4 separate regions of the Mus musculus genome follow, and all the other regions are linked to region 4. A link is a contact called in public Hi-C, HiCAR-type and HiChIP or PLAC-seq data. All regions are on one chromosome and are shown on one strand. The core of a region is the stretch at or near the end of the contact, and the rest is flanking DNA. Distances in the headings are between cores, read along the strand shown.

The links. Hi-C and Micro-C count contacts between places; a contact is called where the count stands out from the background. HiCAR-type assays count read pairs that join an accessible place to other places. HiChIP or PLAC-seq counts read pairs in DNA pulled down with a chosen protein or histone mark.
Region 1: a HiCAR-type map of astrocytes shows a contact between it and region 4, with 4 times the contacts expected there. The contact joins the promoter of Clvs2 here to the promoter of Hey2 in region 4. A contact is called at or near these places in 1 of 39 promoter capture datasets (hippocampal neurons) and 1 of 115 datasets of contacts at active chromatin or transcription factors (astrocytes).
Region 2: a contact with region 4 is called in a Hi-C map of cardiomyocytes, with 3 times the contacts expected there. The contact joins the promoter of Trdn here to the promoter of Hey2 in region 4. A contact is called at or near these places in 1 of 39 promoter capture datasets (hippocampal neurons) and 1 of 484 Hi-C or Micro-C datasets (cardiomyocytes).
Region 3: an H3K4me3 HiChIP or PLAC-seq map of embryonic forebrain shows a contact between it and region 4, with 4 times the contacts expected there. The contact joins the promoter of Nkain2 here to the promoter of Hey2 in region 4. A contact is called at or near these places in 3 of 39 promoter capture datasets (cranial neural crest, embryonic stem cells and hippocampal neurons) and 4 of 115 datasets of contacts at active chromatin or transcription factors (astrocytes, embryonic forebrain, embryonic midbrain and 1 more).

Annotation. Positions count from the first base shown.
Region 1 is chr10:33,623,238-33,626,359 of GRCm38.p6, reverse strand. Clvs2 (clavesin 2) reads left to right here and starts at 1,676. Exons shown (of 6, transcript NM_175448.4): 1 at 1,676-2,224. Gm15939 (predicted gene 15939) reads right to left here and starts at 2,114. Exons shown (of 5, transcript NR_152723.1): 1 at 1,454-2,114.
Region 2 is chr10:33,082,145-33,085,184 of GRCm38.p6, reverse strand. It overlaps Trdn (triadin), which reads right to left and starts at 1,702. Exons shown (of 38, transcript NM_029726.2): 1 at 1,440-1,702. The coding sequence starts at 1,461.
Region 3 is chr10:32,888,376-32,891,532 of GRCm38.p6, reverse strand. It overlaps Nkain2 (Na+/K+ transporting ATPase interacting 2), which reads left to right and starts at 1,618. Exons shown (of 7, transcript NM_001013411.2): 1 at 1,618-1,890. The coding sequence starts at 1,837.
Region 4 is chr10:30,841,061-30,844,181 of GRCm38.p6, reverse strand. Hey2 (hairy/enhancer-of-split related with YRPW motif 2) reads left to right here and starts at 1,399. Exons shown (of 5, transcript NM_013904.1): 1 at 1,399-1,616. The coding sequence starts at 1,534.

The DNA.
Region 1 (3,122 bases), core at 427-2,926, 2.8 Mb before region 4:
AACAATTTCCATCTCTTCATCATTATCCCCTAAAGAATCAAAATGACAAATTTTACACAGTATTTGCATTGAGTTAATTATCACAAGTAATATAGAGATGTTTTAAGCACATGGAAGATGTGTGTAGAATATATACAAATTCTGTAGCATTCTATATGTGTAAACCTGTGAGAGTTTGTTATCCACAAGACCTAGGAATCAGTTCCCCATAGTTCCCAAGAGATGTAAAGTGTATATGTAAAATATATACCACAGACACATACACACACCAGATATATTCATAAGCACACACATACCTATTTATATGAATAATTTTCAGCGCTTGCATTTAAACTTTAACCAATATGTGTATGACTTATTCCCCTTTTCTGGTTCTTAAATTATTTCACAATAATTTATTTGACAAATGATGTAGTACGCCATATCACACTCCTTTATTTTATTTTATTTTTTATCAGTACCATACTCAAGAAAACAAAACTAATGTTGTACAATTTGAAAGTCTAACAGTCTTTAAAGTCGGCAACTTCAGGGGCACCTCCTGTTCACAGAATGTAGAACACTGACCTGTAAATCTCCAACCCAAATATGACTCAATTATTATGAACACATGCTGTGCCCCTAGATTGGGCAGATCTTCTGCTACACTACCATCTTCCCCATCTATGAGACCCGTTAGAACTTGTGGTTTCTCCAGGCCAGGTGCTTCTGTTCTGCTTTTCTTCTTCTTCCTCCTCCTTTGTGTCCTCTCCCTCTTCCATTTTCTCCTTCTTCTCCCTCTCTTCACCTTCTGCTACCCCTTGCCTTACATCTACCCAATCATCAGCTCTCCTTTGTTTTACAAATTAAAGTGGGAAGCAGGTTTACAGGAAATCACCTGAGTGCTGACTCATTCCTTGTTCACAACCACTCACAGGAGAACAGAATTAACATCAAATATAATTAGCTCCAGGTCTATCTATAACACTGACCTACACTGGAGTTCAGTAAAGAGTCGCTGCATTGGGGTAACTTAAACTCAGGACCCTTTCTTACAGTTTGAGTAATGCGCACTGTGCTTTGAAAATTAAAAACATTTTTTTTAAAAATAGATTTCCAGGCATCACAGGCCCAAGGGTTCTTTTTGTTTATTATAATCCCAGTATAAAGATGCATTACAAGGAAAGAGCATATCTCTAGAAGTAACTGGAAATACAGTTTATTAGGAGTCAAGTGTCCTCTTTCCCTGCTCCCACCCAACCCCCTGTCCTATGACAATGTTGTTATTCTTGTTGATATTGTTGATTTTTGCCTGGATGTTGTTTTCATCCTCTTCAAAGGGAATTTAATAGGAATAGTTTACTATTTCTTAAAATTAAATATCTCTGAGTACAACAAAAGCAGAAAATACAATACGTTTCTCTACTCCTACTCAATCAAAATTACCCACAAGAACCAGAAAAGGTTTCTCAACCTTAATTAAGTTGCAAAATCAAGGGCTACTCTACCCCGCACTCCCGGGTCTTGCACACAAAGCGAGGAGGAGCATGGGGATGCTGTGAGGCCATAGCTGTTCCACTAGATCAGTTATAGCTGGACCTGGCTGGGACCTGGAGACCAGAGCAGGCTGAACTTGGGGCTTGGGATATTTGAATGTGTCCCAAAATTCGTTCCTACCCCTACGAGGCAGAGGCAGAGAGAGGAGCGGAGAGCATGTGTGAGCGCTTACAACGCTAGGAGCTCTCTTCTGGGATAATCAAGAGTTGGGATGAGCCGGATCCTCTTTTAGCAGCAGCGGGCTCAGGAGTGGCTGCGGAAGCCCCAGGGGCGCGCGGGACCCAGTGGCTCTGGGGGCAGTGGAACAGCCCCTGCGGGCCGCGCCGTGCTACCGCTTAGGCGTACAAAGGTAAAGGCGGCCGCAGCCCTAGTGGACTTGCACCGTCCCGGCGTTCCCATCCCTTCTCTTCCTCTCTCGAAGGCAAAAAAGGCTGGCCGGGCAGCGAGGTCCTAGCTCTGCGGGTCCCCACCCTTCCTGCTGACAGGCTGGCTGTCCTTGGATGAGGTCGTCGAGGCTGCTCCCTGGTGAATCCTCAGGCGGGTCTCAGCCACCATCTCTCTCCACTGCTCCATCCCTCTGAGAGGAGTAGATGCTGCTGCTGCCCCCACCCCCGCCACCACCTCCGCCAGGGCTGATGGATGCTGGGGAGTGCCGCATTGCTTAGTGACTCTGCCTCGCGGTTTGCTGGTAGGAACTGACTGCTCTTTCTTCTTTCTGGCTTTGGGGTGGGGGTGGGGGGTATAGGGAAAATAGAGACATTTTTATTTCATGTTCCACAACTCCCTGCACCCACCCTGGTTTTTACATCTTTGCTCCCAAAAAGGTTTCCTCCTGTCCTTATCATTATCCTCCACTTCCTTGGCAAGTCCCCTGAAATAAAGGGAGAGACTAGGCAGAAGTTGGGGGCTGGGTGGGGAGGGTGAGCCCACGCCTCTGTCAAAGGTACCCAATACCCAGCTGGAGCCTTATGAAATTACTGTGTGTGGAAGAGGTGCACGATTTGATTTGCAGTCTCCCCTAATTGGATCGTAATAACCTAAAGTAAAAACCACACAACGACATCCTATAAAAATAGCACCTTTGAATAAGCAGAGAGAAATGAGCTTCTTTCCCTTCCTCTTTCTCTCTCTTTCTGCCAAAGACGCTCCCTCCCCGCCTTGGATCTCACAGCTGAAGAGCCAGCCACCTTATTATTAATCAGAATTCTCATCTTTATCTGTGGCAGGCACATCCTTTATCAGGGACCGCAGCAGATTTACAGTGCTGGGGCTGAGATGTCCATGGGGGTTGTTTTCTTTACATCTTGCAAGGCAAGAGAAGACAGAACCAAGACTAATGCTAGTTGGAACTAGTGTTTCTTTCCTCTTCTCTCCTCTCCATCTCCTCTCCCCTCCCCTCCCCTCCCCTCCCCTCCCCTCCCCTCCCCTCTCCTCCCCTCTCCTCTCCTCTCCTTCCTTTTCCTTTCCCCTTCCTTCCTTCCTTCCTTCCTTCCTTCCTTCCTTCCTTCCTTCCTTCTTTCCTTCTCTCTCTCTCTCTCTCTCTCTCTCTCTCTCTCTCTCTCTCTCTCTTTCTTTCTTTCTTCCTC
Region 2 (3,040 bases), core at 453-2,952, 2.2 Mb before region 4:
CAAGCACAGGCTGACAGGAATGCCCAGAGGTTTCTTAATACCTTGTACAGGAATAAGCAGAACACTTTTATAGACAGATCTTTTCAAGGCCAACATAAGGGCGACATGACACAGAATGTCCAAAGTATAGAAAAAAAAATTATAATATTATTTACATTCAGTTAGCAAATTCTGAACTAAAACTGGCAAACAGTAAATTTTATATCCTCTAATGGAAAAGAGAAAACACAGGCTGGCTTCAAGGAGCTGATACCCAATCTTGACTACAATTTGGTAATGGGAAGTCATGGAATATCTGAGTAACAGGGTTTTTTGTGTGTGAAATAGACATCAAATTGCTACTTAGTGGAATGGTGTGAGGTCTCACAAACGAAATGTGCATAAGTTTCTAAACAAAATACCTAATAAATGGAAATCTCTCAGTAATATTGTTATTAATTTGTGGTGACAGGCTATCTCTGTAACTAATACAAGCAAGGCATTTTTTTTCCTCACAGATATTGCCTAAATCTTCAGGGAAAATTATTTTCTTTACATAGATTTCTACCCACACAAAAGATAAAACAAATAGATTTCTATTTTACAGTCTCGTTAAAAACAAAATGACATTTAACTTGGAAACTGTCAAAAGTACCACCTGCCTTATGTACTTATTGCTGTCAGAGAGAATGTTAAGCGTATCTTCCATAGTTTTACCTCAACTAAAGCCAGACTGTATTATTTTTAAAGAATTACTTCATTAGTAAGACGGGTGTGAGTGTTTGTAGATTTATTATAAGTGTATAAATAGAAAATATGTTAATATAAATATAAAACACACTACTTATAGAGAAACAAGAAATGAGTTTACAAAATAACTAGATTTCTAAGAGTTAAATGCTTTATTTTTAAAAGTTAGACTTCTCTGACTTTCTGAAATTTCTAACTTTGTCTTTGAGCATTTGTCAATGGTAAAATGACTATGATTCTTCAGGGCACTTCTATCTGCGATGCATATAAGCAAGCTGTGCACCCTAGCTGGAAAGAGAAGACATTTAAGAATTCAAATTTTAAATACTATAAAGAAAAGATGCTCCAGATCATATTTCTAAACTGACACATCACACATAATATTCTGATTTTTTTCCATCTCCATCCTCACATGTCTTATAATTTTTGTCTTAAATTTTTTGCCACCATGTCCTCAGCTATTTATAGAGGTGAGGTGATAACGGAGAGGGTAGTGGGGCCTCTAGCATAGCAGAAAATACTTTCCACACGTAAAATTCCCGATAAATCTCCCCTTGCTCCCTCAAACACACAAATCTGGCAACCGCTCAGCTTCCAATTTCATTTTGCAGATCCTGTGTAGACTCACAGAACTAATTAACTAGAAGCCAGCTGAAGCCTATAGCGTCCCTGAGGCTGTTGATTTACATAATGTCCCCAGGCAACAGTACCTTCAGCAGTGATCTCAGTCATGGTGGGTGCAGAAATCAAGCAGGTGAAGAGTTCCAGTCAAGTGGCACTTTGCAGAATAAGGTAGGATTAGAGAACTCTGGTAGAGGGGTATGACAAGGGCTCTTCCTTTTCCTGGATTTTCTGGCTGATTTTTGTTGTCTTGTTGAACTTTGCCTCTTCTCTGCAGAGTTCTCCCCCTGGAAACAACCTAAGCCCTTTCCAAGCAGTACTTGTGGCTCAGCTAAAAGTATCAGCTTCAAACAAAAATAGCCTCATCTGCCTTGGACTCTTCAGCACTTTTTTTTTTTTTTTTGGCACTCTGGAGGAACACACACACACACACACACACACACACCAACTCTCAAGCCCTAAAGATACAGGCAAATATAAGTAAGTAAATAAATAAAAGCAAATAAATAAAAGAGGAAAACAAAGCCAGAGTATCTAGAAAGTGCTGTCTAAGCCCCCGCAGTGTCTCTGATATAATTACAGATTGGGGATTGGTGTCAGAAAACATAAAATAAAGAGTTGAAAGTAATCTTACCCTAGATAGCTCAGATTTATTCTTAGTGCCTCTAATACTCAGAACATTCCTCTCTCCCTTATTTGGCTAGGGGAGGATCATGTAATGTCTACCACAGGCAGAGGGGAGGGCAGTTGTTAGTAATTTTTCTGTGTTGGTTTGTTGTTGTCCCAAATCCTCTAGTCAAGTGCACTTATATAGGGCTACACTCAGAACTGAAATTTGTAACTCCTGGCCATTCTTTTAAGCTAGTCATGTTGTAAAAAATTAATATTTTTAAATATTAGTCAATAAGAAGCATGTAATGTGACAATAAAAATCAATCTCTGAGAAGTATGCCGTCTCAGGGTTTTATTCCAACACCTTATTAAAAACAAAATATCTGAATTCATTTCAGCAGTGAAAGAAAGAGAAGGTGAAATAAAGTTTAGAAATCCACTGTTCACATTTTAGAAATGGATTTCACCATTTCCCTTTCCGAACTTGAAAGAAAGGAAGAAAAAAAAATCCTAGCAGCAGCTAACAATTAGCTAAATTGCCTGATTAGCATTTCACCTTCCCACTTCTAGACAGGTGTTAATGAGAAGAGAAATATTCAGTAGTTGGTGGTTGGAAGGGGAAGGAGAATCAAAGGGCATTGATGATCATAAACTTTAACCAATCTGAGAATTATCAAGGGCTGGCTTTCCTTATCTTTTATTTTCATCTCACATTCAACTTAATAAAAGCTTGCAGTTTTGTCTCTTTGCCTTAACTCACTGCCATTGGCTGACAGAATCTCTTGAATCTGTAGGCAATTCTTAGTTTACAAAGCACAGCTCTATCTTCTGTTTTAAAATGAGGCTCAGAAGAATGATGTGACAGCTATTTGCATAGACAATGACATCCTACATGTCACCAGCTGTCTTCATTGGCTGCCTCAATTTCATGGCACAACAGAAATTGCATAGAAATCAGCTGAATAAACAAGTCAGAACTCTTAGTTCAGACGGGAGGAAAAGATTCCAGGTAGACTCTTAATGTTATACAGAGCCCACAACTAGCAGCTGGGACTGGACTGAGATGATTAACATTGAT
Region 3 (3,157 bases), core at 369-2,868, 2.0 Mb before region 4:
ATTTTATTTCTTAGCCAAGAGCCTCCTCTGCTTAGGAAACAATTCAGTGTGCCCACAAAAAGAGAGGAATGCCATGTGTTGAAAGGTCATAGTTCAGTGATTAAGAATGAGGAAGAAATAGTGACTACAGATAGAATTACGTTTTACGGTACAGTCTAAATGATTCTCAAGCTGATGCTGATGGAAGGGAGACTAGGTCCTCAGTGTGGGTAAAGTTACCATACACAAATGTCGTTTTTCAAGGAGGCTTAAGTCCTACTTGTCTCACGAACCTTGTTGGTTAGCTTTTTTTCTTTTTTTCCGGTTTTACATCTCTAACGATGGTATTTTTTAGCTCCATGAACAGTTCTTTTCACTCACAGCACTTTATTCCAATGGCTTTACTATCCAGTGGATCTCAACAGTACACCCTCTCTCTGTAGCCAGATTAGGAATGCTTTCAGTAGCTGTTGGGACTGTAAATGAAATGCCCTCTTCTGAACACCAAGGTCTAAATGACCATCACTTGCTCCAGCATGTTTTTCCCTTCAGCTTTTTACCCGTAGGTGGCAGCAACAGGCTCCAGAGTGCGTGTCCGCAGGTAACTGCTGCTGTCAAACCTGGAGTATGACCAAGCAAGGACACATAACCAACCGGATGGTGCATGAGGTCTGGTAGATAAGTGCTCAAATTTCATCGGCTCCTTCCATTGTTAAGAAAGCAGTCTGAAGCACCAAAACCAAACTCCTACATTTCCTCTGGCTCCCTACATTTTGCAACTTCAAGAGGCAATTCCGTTCGGTCCTTGTAGCAGGCTAATCTTTGAAACTCTGGAATCTCTGTCCCTTGCTGTCCTTGCCTCGTGCCAAGCACAGGACTGTTGGTTGGCCGCCACCGTGTCCACTTCTCTCCCTCCGCTCTTTGCTGTAAGTGCATGCAGGTTTTCCAGTGGGGAAGAATGCCTTAGCGGCACCCCAGTTGATATCTCACCATCCCTTTTCATAACCGTACTTTCACACACACACACACACACACACACACACACACACACACACACACACACACACACCACAGCTTGCACGTGTAATGCTTCTGGCAGGGTTGCCTCAGCAAGACCGATACCAACAAAGCAAGGCATCGCCAAGCAAGCAAGCAAGCAAGCACGCAAGCAAGCAAGCAAGCCAGCCAGCCATGCCACCGGGACTCCTCCGACCCGATCCCTCGCGTTGTTCCCGCAGTCAACGCCCCCGCAGCTCCCAGGCACCGCGACACCACGCCCGCAACGGCCAGGGCTGCTGCCCGCCACGACCTCTGAGAAGTTGTTGATTGGGAGGGGATCCGCTCATCTAGGCAAGGGGAAGGGCGCCGCAGGGCGTCCGCGCGGCCCCCGCAGCCGCCCCGCCCCTGGGCCCCGCACGCGGAGCGCAGAACAGAGGCGCCCGGCGCGCATCTCAGCCGCCCCGGGAGCCCGCGCACCCGTGCGTGGGGAGGGAGTGCGGGGCGGGCGAGCGCTCGTCGGGCGTGGGCCGCAACTTGGCGGGCCAGATGCCCCAGGGCTCGGCGGCGCTGTCTGCCTGCCGCTGCTGCCCCTGCGGGGCCCGGGCGCGTCTCCTTGGGCGGCGCTGCCCGCGGCGCTGGGAGTGCAGTGAACGAGTAAAGGTATGTGTGGCGGGCGCGGCTGGGGCAGCCGCCGCCGCGCAGGACACTGTCACTTCCCTGGACATTGGCAGCGGCATCTGGGAGCCCTAGAGCCCTGGGCAGGTTCTCCTGTCCTTCCCCACGATCTGATTGGATAAACTGGGGCCTCGACGGTGGCCGACGTGGGACAGCCTGGCTGTGGCAGGGGTCTCGGAAACCATGGGTTATTGCAGTGGCAGGTGCACGCTTATCTTTATCTGTGGCATGCAACTGGTAAGTGACGCTTGGGTTCTCTTATTCTCTTATGTACCATTGAGAGAGTGGGCAGGGAGTGTAGTAAGAGATCTGCCATTGAGCAGGACGGAAGGGAAAAGAAGAGATAAAAGATGCCACATATTACCTGTATTTAAAATGATTTTAGGGGTGCAGCAGAAGTGAGCCTTTCTGCCTTTCCCCGTTTCTGTCCCTCTAAGGACAGTTTTGCAGGTGCAGGTTAAACTTGTTATCTTTAATTTCTTTAAGGGAGTGGAGATGTTGCTCTCCTTTTATGCTTGGCATTCTTGCTAATGTGAACAGGATGGTTGTCATATATATTTTACTATATATGCGTGTAAGTTGAAAAGCAGATTTTCAGGCTTTTATATACTTGTTTTGAAGTATTTATTTATCGTCGCTTGATATTTTCTTAGAATATATTGTCTTATAATTTTCTTAAAAACTCCTTGTTTAGGTCAGATGTGTTCTAGCAGCATTCTGAACTAAAAAGCCACAGTGAGTTCTAAAAGTATGTAGATCAGAGAGAGATACTTAAACTCTGCAACACCATTGCCCCAGAGTGGACCTTTAAAACATAAGAGCTACAAAAATTCCAAGAAGAAATAATATCTTGTCTTCCATAATGTACAATATTGCCACTGAAATTGATGCTATTGTTTGATCTCACAGGATGGGGGATTGTATGTAAGTTTGGAAGAATATCCTATTGCTGCTTTTAAAAAGCCAAGAATGCAAATAATGTCTCGATTTCAATTCCTAAAGGCAATAGGAGGAGGGGCTTAGGGGAAGATAGGGTGAAAATTTATGTCAGTGGCAAATGGTTAATTTGAAATAGGGGGCACTTCTGCAACACCAAGTAGCTTTCCATAGAAAGTATAAATTAGTCTAAACAGTTCCCCTTATTTGTTTTATAAAGGGTTGGGGGCTGTAGAATGGAAGACAATTATTGAAAATCCAGTCATCGCAGGGTGTTTAAATGAACAAGAATTTGCTATTAAAACTGACAAAAGAATTTCTTAAGTTTTCTTCACTGTTTATCACTTGCAAAGACCTGCAGAGGGTTCTTCTTTTATTTCTTTCTTTTCTCTTTCTTTTTTCCTTTAAAAAAACTTACTTAAAGTGTTTGAGGCATCTCAGCTCTGGTATCCCACCGCCACCCAGGAAAGTCCTGGATGGTGTATTCCTTAATCTGTGAATTGTGTATTATGGACTTGGTTGTAAGGGAAAAGAAGAGATCTAATTTTAGGAGCTTTATGTATTCTCA
Region 4 (3,121 bases), core at 150-2,649:
TTGCTGTCTCTTTTTCTCTTGTCCTTTCCCGCTGCACCGGTCTAGTGTAACCAAGGAATGGAGTTTGGAAAGGGTGCCTTAGTCAGATTTCCAGAAAGATAATTATCTGTGTAAGGTGGAGGGTCTCGGTGATTGATGGATGTCTTCTTTTCTCAAAGGCCTTTTTCCACCAAGCACAAAGAGCACCATGTGGAGTCTCTAGACCTCCACTAACCCACCCAGCGCTACAGCGCCAGATGGTCTAGCTCACGCCAGACTCCCCGAGACTGTCTTGCTCACTTCCTGAGCGCGCGGAAAAGTCGGCAGAGCCTGCTAAAAAATCCCCACAGTATGCAGAGAGAGACAGAGACTTAAAAACGGAGTCTGAACACCACACCTGGAGTTTACACAATCCATGCTGTACGTGCACTAAGAACTAGCGATCTGGGCAAACTTTACAAAACAAATACAGTGTACAAGTAAATACAAATCCTCTCCCCGGATGCTAAAGAACTCCGTGGCTGCACACACCGGAGAAACTGGAGGGATGACTGGGACATTTAATTTGGATAATCCAAATCCGAGAACTTTGAACTCGAAAACCTACTCAGATTTGTGTCCTACAATCCCTCTTCCCATCAGTAGGAAGACCACTCAAGCCTGCCATTTACCGAGATAGTTACACCCCCTCCCTCCAGTTTCTGTGTCCAGAGATACAAAGGAAGTAACCAGAGGTGACTAATCCAACAATGCACGGGGACAACCTCCTGCAGTTAGGCACCTGGACCGGTGAGCGGGCGTCCTTTATCTGACCACAACCTAGAGGCTGGGGAGCTGGCAGGGTGAAAAAAAAAAAAAAAAAACTTTGACTTAAAGCTTTCAAAATCCCCTGAGGGTCAACATGACCGCTCCGGTCAGCCACTCAGCAGCTTGATCCAGAAGAGGGACAGCCCAGAGGGGTGGGTCGCCGAGCCTAGCACTCCCACCCTAGACGTCACACACGCTCACTCGCACTCAGCCACGCGCTAGCGGTTATTCTTTAAACCGAGGGTAGAAACTCGGCGGGAGAGATCACGGCTTGCAGGTGATGGCCCAAAACCCAGGAGCCCTCGCCCGACACGCCCGCCCCATGCGCTCTCGCGCCTGCGCCCGCTCCCGCCGCCGGCGGTCAACCCCAGCGCTCCACTCCCGGCTCCCAGGTGCGCGGTGGCATTCCCACGCCTCTGCCAACGCCTCTCGGCAGCCATTGGCCAGCGCGGGTCCGCCCCTCCATATTAACCAATAGAAAGCCACACCGTCCCAGGGAGGCGGGGCCTGGAGAGTGGCCAGGGCGGGCACACGAAGAAGCGGAGGGGCCCCGCCCGCGCTGGGGGGCGTGGCCAGTACCGGGTCTTGCGCCCTGGCTGGGCTGCAGCGTGGGAAAGAACCTCCAGGAGCCGACCGCGCCGCCGAGGGAGCGGCGCCTGCAGAAGCCGGGCAGGGAGGGAGGGAGGAAGCCCGCGGGGAGCGCGCTGCGTTCCGCTAGGCGACAGTAGCTGCTCCTCCTTCGTCGCGATGAAGCGCCCTTGTGAGGAAACGACCTCCGAAAGCGACCTGGACGAGACCATCGACGTGGGGAGCGAGAACAATTACCCTGGGTGAGCGCGGAAAAGCGGGAGGGTGTCCGGGGAGCTTCGGGTGGAGAGGAGACCGTTTTCCCCGGGAAGCGGGTGCTAGAGTCGGGTGGGGCGAGAGATGGAGTTCACACTAGGCGTGGGAGCGACTGGAAGGGAGCTGGACTGGAGCGTGCAGGAGATGGCGAGGGAGGGTCCAGGGCTGTCAGCACAGGACACGCATACTGGCACGTCCGGGCGACGCCCCCGGTACTGGAACTGTATTTAGGGACAGTTCCAAAATAGGTCAGGAGAAAAGAAAAACAACTGGATTTCTGTTTTGAGAGAAACTGGGATCGCGACTTGAGTTTTTGAGGAGGTAAAGCATCTGAGCTAAACAGGCTGAGCTGCGCAGGTCGACAGAGGGTGATCTGGCTGACCCACCCATGAGTGACAGATATAAGGAGCAGATGAGACAGCATTGCTTTGCCTGCTTGTCCTTTAGTCTCCAGGAGATCAAGGTTCTGATCACAGAAGACAGACCTCCTGTTTCCTGTGACAGCAAGATTACCCAACCATTTTAGAGGCGGGGGGGGGTCAAATGATAATTGCTTCTAATTGGCTTGCCCAGAAGCACCTTATTTATTTATTTGCAGCTGTCACTCAAAGAGTGAAATCCTTCCCGCATATAGAAAACTGGATTTATTTCACGGGCTTATTTTAAGACGTAGAAATCAAAGCCGGAAAAATAGCTAAAGCAAAAACGATGCTTATGAGACAGTTTACCAACTCTCTCATTGTTAAAGTATTAAAAAAAAAAATGAAACCGTAGGCTGTCACTAGAAGGGGTGAGGAAGGAGTCAGTTGATTTCGAATTAAGACCCAGAAGTGAGCCGAAGGGGTGGTAATAGAACTTCTCAAAACTAGAGAGGACCTGGAGAGTTTAAGACACTAAAGAAGCATAGTACCTGTGAATTTCAAAGTGACAGAAAGTCCTAGGAGAGTATACATTAATGGACCAACTACACCACCAAATAATCACTTGATTGAACCTTGCAGTCTAAAAATACCTTTTAGTAAACTCAAGGTGAATTGCAGCTTCTCGAGATATCAGCTTGGTTTTAAGGCTGGTGGCACAGTTTCATTTTCAAAGTTAAAGCATGAAAAGTGCAAAAACTAAATTTCAACTTTCCACCCAATGATATGGTTAGGATATTCTTTTAGAGGATCAATATGCAAAACTTACAATCTGTTCTTTTTAGGCTATCCAATAAGGTTTGGGGATAGTAGGAGAATTAGGTTTTTGTTTTAAAAGTCGCATATAGAGACACATTCGACATGTGCTGCTCTTGAACGTTCAGTATGTCTGGCAGAAGAGAATGGGAGTACACATCCAGATGGGTTGGTGACTTTTGAGAAATACATGAGAGAAATAGGACACACTAATCCCCCGACCTGTCACCCTAACTGGCTATCATTTCATTAGAGAACTCAAAAGTTCAGGTTCATTTTTGCCACTTGAATGGGCAGCATAGCATTTCGAAAATCAT